Linked DNA regions of Mus musculus: all the other regions are linked to region 3. Evidence: chromatin contacts called from public HiChIP or PLAC-seq and promoter capture Hi-C data. All regions are on one chromosome and are shown on one strand. The core of a region is the stretch at or near the end of the contact, and the rest is flanking DNA. Distances in the headings are between cores, read along the strand shown. Region 1 holds the start of Zfp707 (zinc finger protein 707). Region 2 holds the start of Hgh1 (HGH1 homolog). Region 3 holds the start of Plec (plectin).

Evidence for each region. HiChIP or PLAC-seq counts read pairs in DNA pulled down with a chosen protein or histone mark. Capture Hi-C pulls out chosen DNA fragments and counts their contacts.
Region 1: a promoter capture Hi-C map of pancreatic islet shows a contact between it and region 3. The contact joins the promoter of Zfp707 here to the promoter of Plec in region 3. A contact is called at or near these places in 4 of 39 promoter capture datasets (cranial neural crest, hippocampal neurons, liver and 1 more), 2 of 115 datasets of contacts at active chromatin or transcription factors (bone marrow-derived macrophages and pancreatic cancer cells) and 2 of 9 other capture datasets (liver and pancreatic islet).
Region 2: a contact with region 3 is called in an H3K4me3 HiChIP or PLAC-seq map of embryonic stem cells, with 21 read pairs. The contact joins the promoter of Hgh1 here to the promoter of Plec in region 3. A contact is called at or near these places in 7 of 39 promoter capture datasets (the HPC-7 cell line, cranial neural crest, embryonic stem cells and 3 more), 1 of 15 datasets of contacts at CTCF or cohesin (the NIH/3T3 cell line), 2 of 484 Hi-C or Micro-C datasets (the G1E-ER4 cell line and forebrain), 12 of 115 datasets of contacts at active chromatin or transcription factors (the SCID.adh cell line, astrocytes, bone marrow-derived macrophages and 8 more) and 4 of 9 other capture datasets (adipose tissue, liver, macrophages and 1 more).

Annotation. Positions count from the first base shown.
Region 1 is chr15:75,967,707-75,970,406 of GRCm38.p6, forward strand. Zfp707 (zinc finger protein 707) reads left to right here and starts at 1,417. Exons shown (of 4, transcript NM_001347040.2): 1 at 1,417-1,698. The coding sequence starts at 1,591. It also overlaps the pseudogene Eif2s3x-ps1.
Region 2 is chr15:76,367,458-76,370,157 of GRCm38.p6, forward strand. It overlaps Hgh1 (HGH1 homolog), which reads left to right and starts at 1,441. Exons shown (of 6, transcript NM_021555.2): 1 at 1,441-2,112; 2 at 2,195-2,295; 3 at 2,399-2,497. The coding sequence starts at 1,499.
Region 3 is chr15:76,204,952-76,207,651 of GRCm38.p6, forward strand. It overlaps Plec (plectin), which reads right to left and starts at 1,370. Exons shown (of 33, transcript NM_001163540.1): 1 at 647-1,370. The coding sequence starts at 1,187.

The sequences.
Region 1 (2,700 bases), core at 167-2,666, 240 kb before region 3:
AGGTTGGTTTACACATGAGTTTTCCTTCCCTATCTTTGGAGACAATACGGGGTCTGACTTCTATCTCCTGGCATACCTTTAACACTCCTTTTAGAATACTACCACCAGCTATACCTCCCTTAAGGTCATCGACTTCACAGCCAGGTTTGTTGACATCAGATGGACTGATAACAATGAGATGGGGCTCTGAAGTAAAGTCTCTTGGGGCCACTGGTATTTTCTTCACTATATACTCACAGACAACTTCAATATTATACTTCAGTTGAGCAGAAATTGGAATAATTGGTGCCCCTTTCTGCTATCGTTCCTTGCACAAATGCGAGATTTTGCTCATATTGTTCCTTAGCCTGACTTTCTTTTACCAGATCAATTTTATTCTGTAAGATCAAAATATGCTTGAGTTTCGTGATTTCTACAGCAGTCAGGTGTTCGGGCCAAGGGCATGATTCATTACTAGCTATCAACAGAAGAGCTGCATCCATCTCTACTGCACTGTTCAGCATCGTAGCCATCAAAATATCATGGCCAGGACAGTCAACAAAGGAAACATGTCTGACTAATTTGAAGTTCCCTTTGGCCCCCAGAATGTATGTAGGAAACTTATCTGGTGTACTGCTTCCACATGATCTGGTCTAGGACAACTTGAGTCATCAAAGTTTATAAGTCTTAGCATGAGCATGTCCAAGCTTGATGGTAATGTTTCTTTCTAGCTCATTTTTGAATCTGACAGTGTGAACTCCAGAAATAACCTTCACCACGGTGGACTTCCCATGAGCTCCATGACCAGTTGTAACAATATTAATTGTAGCTTGTCTGCTGATAACTTCACGTGAAAGTGGTGTCAACTTGGTAACATCCCCCAGCCATCTTGCTCAGAGGGGAAAGGACGTATCTTCCTTTCCATCTGCTCAGCTATCTTATGGTGGGACGAAGGCTGCCTAAACTAGAATTAGAATTACAAATAAGTTTGCATCTTTCAAATTAAATTTGGCATCACAGTGGCCTAAGGGTCCAGTGACCCCAATGAACAAAGTAGGAAATCCTGACCCATGCCACTAACATGAAGCAAACTGGCAAACATCAGTTTAGACAGCCATAGGACAAATTCCAAACAAAGAATGTTGATGGTTCTGGCTGCTTGAGAACTGGAGATAGGTTCTCTGGGGCATGGACATTTCTGATTTGAAGCCAACATGGTCTACAAAGAGAGTTCCAGAATAGCCAGGGCAACACAGTGAAACCTTGTCCCCCAAGCCCATCAAAACAAACACCTCCTTCCAGTGGGCTCAGGAACACACGAAAAAAAACCCACAGACCACCCATATCAACGGAAGGGCTGGGCCCCTGGGGGCGGGCTCGCGCACACTTCCGCCCTTTTATCTGGCCCCGCCCTTTAAGTAGCCGGAAGACGCTTCTGATTGGCGTATTTCCGCTGGAGAGTTGAAGTCAGTGCGGCGCGCACGGGAGTTGACGTTTAAAGGTGCAGGAGCTGGGGAATCCGACGGTGGTGCTGCTTTGGGTTGCTCTGCTCCGCGCCACTGCGCTTGCGCTGAAGCCGACCCTACCCCCGGCATCCCCCGCGGCCTTCAGATGCGCCGGCGTCTTGCTGCAGCTGCTGCTCTCGGCGAAGCTCGACGAGAGCGCTGCTTCCGACGGGGCAGCGCTCTTCCCGAGCGAGCTAACGGCGATGCTCCTCCGGTGAGCTCGGACCCTCTACCCCCAATCCCTGGCCCCGCGCCCACCTGGGTCCCCTTGGCACGGGCGCTCGGGTTTCCTGCTTCTGGCAGGTACCGCGCTCCGGCGGTCCTAGGGTCTCAGTCTGGGTCTGTCTGCTCCTGCTTTCCAGGACTACAACTTTCTGTTTTAGTGTTTCCCACACTCCCTGCTCTCCGGCCTTGAAGTCCAGCCAGGCTTGTGGCACCAGTTCTGGTGTTCAGATGAGAAATATATATTCTGGTTTTATCATGCAGAGTTTGTGGTTGGCAGTCACTACCCAGACCTGTGTTTCCCGAGCTTCGGGTCTTCCAGGTGTGTCCCAATTTGCAGCCTTGCTAGTCGAGTATAGATAAGAATGCATATCAGCACAGTGTAGGTGGTTGGTTAGTTATGTCGCAATGTCACAAGGTTGAATGCCTCTAGGCGCAACTTTTGTGATAGCTGTTAAAATAATTTATAGCCTGACTGGCCTCAACTTGTGCTGACCCCTTTGCCTCTGTCACCTGAGTGTTAAGATTAGTTAGGTTTTTTTTTTTTCTCTCTCTCTTTTAAAATGTTATCTCTTAGCTGGGCAGTGGTGGTGCACGCCTTTAATCCCAGCACTTGGGAGGCAGAGGCAGGCGGATTTCTGAGTTCGAGGCCAGCCTGGTCTACAGAGTGAGTTCCAGGACAGCCAGGGCTACACAGAGAAACCCTGTCTCAACCCCCCCCCCCAAAAAAAAAAAAAGTTATCTCTTTCTATGTTAATTTTTAGAAGTGATTCTAGATACTAGTTCTTTGGCAGAAAACGATTTGGAAATTCTTTCTCTGTTGCTTGCCTTTTAATCTTTCTTTAATCTTTCTAACTCCCTTTTAGAATCAGAAACTCTCTTGTTGGTTTCATTAAATGTTGTTTTGTTTGGCTTGCTTTTTAACTATCCCAAACGGTCTTTGACATAGCTTTTTCGTCAAAGTTGGTGTAATGGTTAATTTCTCAACTTGACG
Region 2 (2,700 bases), core at 191-2,690, 160 kb after region 3:
ATGCTTGCTTTTTCCACACTTATAAAACCCCTTTCCTATAGGGAATGGTAACAATCACAGTGGGGGCAACGTCTTTCCACTAATTAAGCCCCCACAGATGTGCCCATAGGCCAACTTAATTTAAAGTCACTGAGCTTCCCTTTCTAGGTGACTATTTTGTGTCAAGTTAACAAAGTTAACTTTGTTTAAGAGAAAAATCTTTTGAGACCAGCTCATTTTATAGCTCAGGCTGGCCTCAAACTTACACTGACCTTCCTGCCTCAGCCTCCTCAGTTGTGAGATTAGACAGTGACACGTTTATAAAAAGATAAGGAGCCGGGCAGTGGTGGCGCACGCCTTTGGTCCTACCACTTGGGAGGCAGAGGCAGGTGGATTTCTGAGTTTGAGGCCAGCCTGGTCTACAGAGTGAGTTCCAGGACAGCCAGCACTGTCTCCAAAACAAAACAAAACAGAGGCAAGGGAGCCTTTTCTTAGAAACTCACTAGCTGCTGTCAACAGCTGGGAAATCTGGACAGTTGGCCCTACACAGACCTAACCACTTTGCCATTGTAGCCGGAAGGATCCCAGTCAGTATCTAAGGTTGCATAGGATCTGGAACCGTGGCGGTTCCTGGCTATCTCCTACAAAAACCTGACAAGGACCAGCCCTGGAAAAACCCCTAACTCAAGATTTCTAATTTGAGAGAGCAAGGACCCCAGGCAGCTAATTGCTAATACAGGCACAAGAAGCACCAAATGGGATACTTTCCCAGAACAGATCCTAGTACTGAAATTATCTTCTGCTAGGGATTACGTAGCTAAGAAGGCCAGTGTCCTCCCATCTGTGCTAACAAATGTGCCGGTGGAAGGTAATATGGAGCCACTGAGAAGCAAAGAAACGCAGCGAGGTATGGAAGACAGAAACCGAACAGTGCTCTAAAGAGCTGGCAGGGGCGTCTGTCACCAGGTGCCCCCAAACCTGCAAACTATAGATTCATTTATTAGTTCCCTTTGCCCAAGCCTGCTTGACTCAGACTTCTGTCACTGAAGAGGACCTAACAAATGCACTAGAAAAAAAAATTTAGCCCCTCTGCAAAGTCAGAGACTGATCCAAAGCTGCCTTTTCATCGCAGAGTCCTGCACCCTCCGGTTCCTGGATGTCTGAAACCAGGTTTAAAAGGTGGCAGCAAACACTCTGGACACCAGGATCACCGGCTGCCGAGCTTCGCTTCAAATTATGCGTGCTGGTCGCGTGGTTCTGACTCCTGGCAAAGCAAACACGCAATAGGCAGCCGGAAAAGTCCTTGCAAGGATCTGGTGGTGGTGGTGATGATGATGGGAAGGGGGGGAGGGTGCATCTGCACCAGCTTAAGGGGTGCCTAATACTGTGGCCCACAATGCCTCGCGCTGAAACCGGCCCCGCCCCCTTCAGCCAGGTTCTCAGCCTCGGAAGGGTTTTAACGACTTCCGCTTTTCCGGCGGTGGCCCCGGCACGAGAAGTGACTGAGACTGCTGGCGGCATGCGGGGACCGGGAGTAGGTTCGGGGTTCTCTGGTGAGCGAGGGTTGCTAGAGCAGGAGGCTGGCGCGGACACGGAGGCGGTGGAACTGCTGCCCTTCCTGGTGCTCGGAGCGCGAGCCGACCTGCAGGCGGCCGCGGCGCAGCACGTGCTGGCGCTGACTGGTGCGGGCTCGGGCCGCACGCTGTTGGCCGGACAGCCAGAGTTGTTGCGGGCCTTGGTCGACCTTGCGGTGGCCCCGGCCCCAGCTCCTTCCCGCGATGCCTCCCGCGCGCTCGTGAACTTGGCTGCTGATCCCAATGTGCACTGGCAGCTGCTGGCGGCTGACCCGGAGCTGCCCGCCCGCCTGCTGCGCTGCGTGTTGGACCCTCAGTGGCCCTGGGCTGAAGAGGCGGCTGCAGTGCTGGCCAACCTGAGTCGCGAGCCGGCTCCGTGTGCTGCGTTAATGGAGAAGCTGATGGCCGCTGAGCCGGAGCGGTTGGGTCTGGAGCGACTTGTCAACGCGCTGTGCACGCCGAGCTACAACGCGGCCGCACCCCTGCATTACCTGGGGCCGCTGCTCTCCAACCTTAGCCAGCAGGCGGAGGTGCGTGCTTTTCTCCTGGACCCAGACAGGTGAAACCCAGTCGCCTGCGCGGGCGGGAAGGTGGGGAAGTGGAAGTGAACAAGGACAGCAGTGAATATCTTCTTTCAACAGGTGCGTGGTCCAACGGCTGCTGCCTCTTACCCAGTACACAGATTCTTCGGTGCGCAGGGGCGGGGTGGTGGGAACACTTCGGAATTGCTGTTTTGAGCATCGTGAGTGACAAGGAGGGGGTGGTGCCATTGCCAAGGTGGGGATTGGACCCTAGGGAACCCAACGGACCATTATTCTGATCTCCTTCCTTGTCCGCACCTCCAGGACATCACAAGTGGTTACTTGGGGCCCAAGTCGACATTCTCCCCTTTTTGCTACTGCCCTTGGCTGGGCCTGAAGAGTTTTCCGAGGAAGAAATGGACCGTGAGTGACTTGGGTGGTTGCCTCAGGGCTGTCTGGTGCTAGAGGGAAGACTACAAGAGGGAGATGGAGAGGTGTGCAGGTCTGGAGTCCCTCAGTCCGGCAGCCTTTAAGGAGGGGGTCGTTACAGACACACACAAGGCTCACCCAGGCAGAGCAGGGCTTGGGTGTTCAGCACAGGGACCAATAGTCTCCCACCCTCACTC
Region 3 (2,700 bases), core at 120-2,619:
GGGGAACCAGACCCTCACCCAGACCATGGGCTGGGTCAGCATCCCAATGCCCTGACCTCTGCCCTCCTAGGCAGTGCTCCTGAGCTGTGCCCTTCTTCCCATCTCATCTAGAGCCGCTCCACCTCCAGATCATGGCCAACTCCCAGCAGGCCAAGCACCCAGTCATGGGGGCCCTCAGTACTGCTCATGTAATACAGAATCTTAGCCACTTGGCCATAGGGGAAGACAGACTCAAGCCTCAGTGGACAAGCGGTTTGCCTGAGTCAGTCTCATGCCAGCAGATCTTCTCTACACGCCCACTTCTGAAAAGAGGGGCCCCTAAAGGGTGGGGGAAGGAGGTGGGGGCAAGGGCAAGGACAGTGCCTGAGAGGGGTACAAACACGACTATGCCAACAGCTGGTCCTGCCAGTCTTGGGGCGTTCAGGCCCCGCCCTCACCAGGATTTACCCAGAGGAGCACAAGCCACGTGGGTCCACTGGCTAGAACACCCATCACCCTCCAGCAGAAAGGGCGCCACCTGCTGATATGAACAGAACCATACACACAATGTACTGCCCCCCAGAGCCCACCAGACCTAAGTCCCAACACCAAAAACACCTACAGTCACTTCCCATCCCTCACGGCCTGGAGCCAAAATTCAGCTGACCTGTGGCTGGGGCAGGCTCCGGACCTGGTCTGGCCAGGGTCCCCACGGTGGTGGCAGACACCACAGGGGTTTCAGGTGCCCCCTCCTCACGCTCCTTCCTGCGATAGACCTGCCGCTCCTCACGGGCAGGGTCCTCAGCTGGCAGAGGCCCCCTCTTTGGTGGGCAGCCTAGGGGACCTTGCATGGTCTGCACATGGGGGGAGCGACGACGTGCAGGTATCACCATGGCGACAGGGCGGCGCACACGCTGCAGAGAGGCAGGTACAATCTCCGGTGGCAGGTGTAAGTACTGGCGTAGGTGGTCAATGCCCTCGTTGGTCAGGTACCAGTAGAAGTGGCACCAGGCAAAGGTCTCCCGCACCAGGCCCCGAGCTTTCAGTGAAGCCATGGCACGCATGACCTGTAGATTGGTGACGCCGGGCACATGGGGATGCAGGCTGCGGGGTCGCCGGTCCTTCTTGGCAACCATCACCCCCTCACGGAAGAGCACCTCATAGATGGCCCGTAGCCGGTCCAGCGGCATGAGCATGCCAGCCACCATGGCTGCTGGAAGCCTGCCGGTCAGCACAGGGTGAGGACAGCAGGTGGGGCACAGCCAGGAGGCTGATGAAGCTCCTTTGGCACAAGATGCAGCAGGGGCCACTGGCAAACAGGCAGGCAGGCTCCGGTTCTAAGCACAAGGGCGCAGGCTCAGGGGCAGTGCGGCTCCAGAGCCTTGCTCTGTGAATTCCTGCGCCGGCAAGGCTGCCTGTCTGAGCCTCCCGCCTGCCCGCCCTCCAGGACGCCTGGGCCGGCCCCCTCTGACTCAGCAGCAGGGCCGGTCCCTCCCACCCACTACTGGCGGGGGCCCCTTGAAGAGTGGGGGGCACCAATAAACTGCCCCTCCCCACCCGGGCCACATAGCTCCAATGTCAGAAATTACATGTGTTTCTAAAACACTTGTTCAAGGTTCTCAAGACTGTGTGAAGGCAGGACGGAGTGTAATATGGATCAAGAATCAACCCCGCCCCCCTCAGAAGAGAACAGATGGGCAGAAAACAGGGAGCAGAGAGAGCAGGAGGGTCCTCATAAGGACAGCACCCCCTCACTGTGATCTCAGGGTGAGGTGAGGTATCATCTGTCCATAGCTATCTAAAGGAGGGGTTGCGCAAAGTAGAAAACTAAAAGAATCCAAGGGAGGAAGATTAGGGTATGGAGAAGAATCTGGGGTGTGGTGGTGGCCAGAGACCTGAAGGAGAAGAGTGGGAGGAGCTGCCAGGACGCACAGACAGTTGGCGGCAGGCACCACTGCCGCTGTCCATCAGAAAAGGAAAGGGACAGTACTGTGCCCCTCTCACCAGATGACCATGGAACGTAACACTTCCACGACAGGCTAGATTAGGGTGGGTCCAGAAACAAAGCCACTTTCCAGTCCAAGACCTCTGAAGAGAGCTCTGGGTGAGGCCTCTTTCCTCCCACACCTTCAGTGCAGCTGTTGGACGCCAGGGACTCCCAGCTGCCATAGGGAATCAAAGTCACCAAGTCCCTAACACCCCAGGCTTGGTGGCCCTGACATCCAAAAATTCCCTACCCCCAGGCAGCCTGAGTGTCCACTTGTGGCCGGAGGGGCAGGTGCTGTGGAGAGGACACGAGGACACCAGCAGGAACTGAAGTGAAAGGAAGAGGACTGAGCTCATGCCCTAAGGGCTGCCTAGCACAGCTGTCACCTCTGCTGGGCCCTCACAACCGAGGGTCCCACACGCATGTAGCCTGTGCTGGGTGCCACCACCCAATACTCCAACTCTCCCTGTGGTGCCGCACCAAACCCCCCATGCCATTAAGGCTCTCCCTGAATGGACACACCCATTCCCACCAAGCACTGCAACCCCAGGAACTGATTATAAATAGGGCGGAGGCGGGGGATCCTGCGGTGGGAGGCGCTGGCCAGAGGCAGGCGGGCAGCCAACAAAGCAGTGCGTGGGGCGGGTTTATGGGCTGTCGCCATGGTGCCCCAGCAGACTCCAAACATACAGACACAGACCGGTGGCGGGTGGAAACTCTGAAGGCTCAGCCAA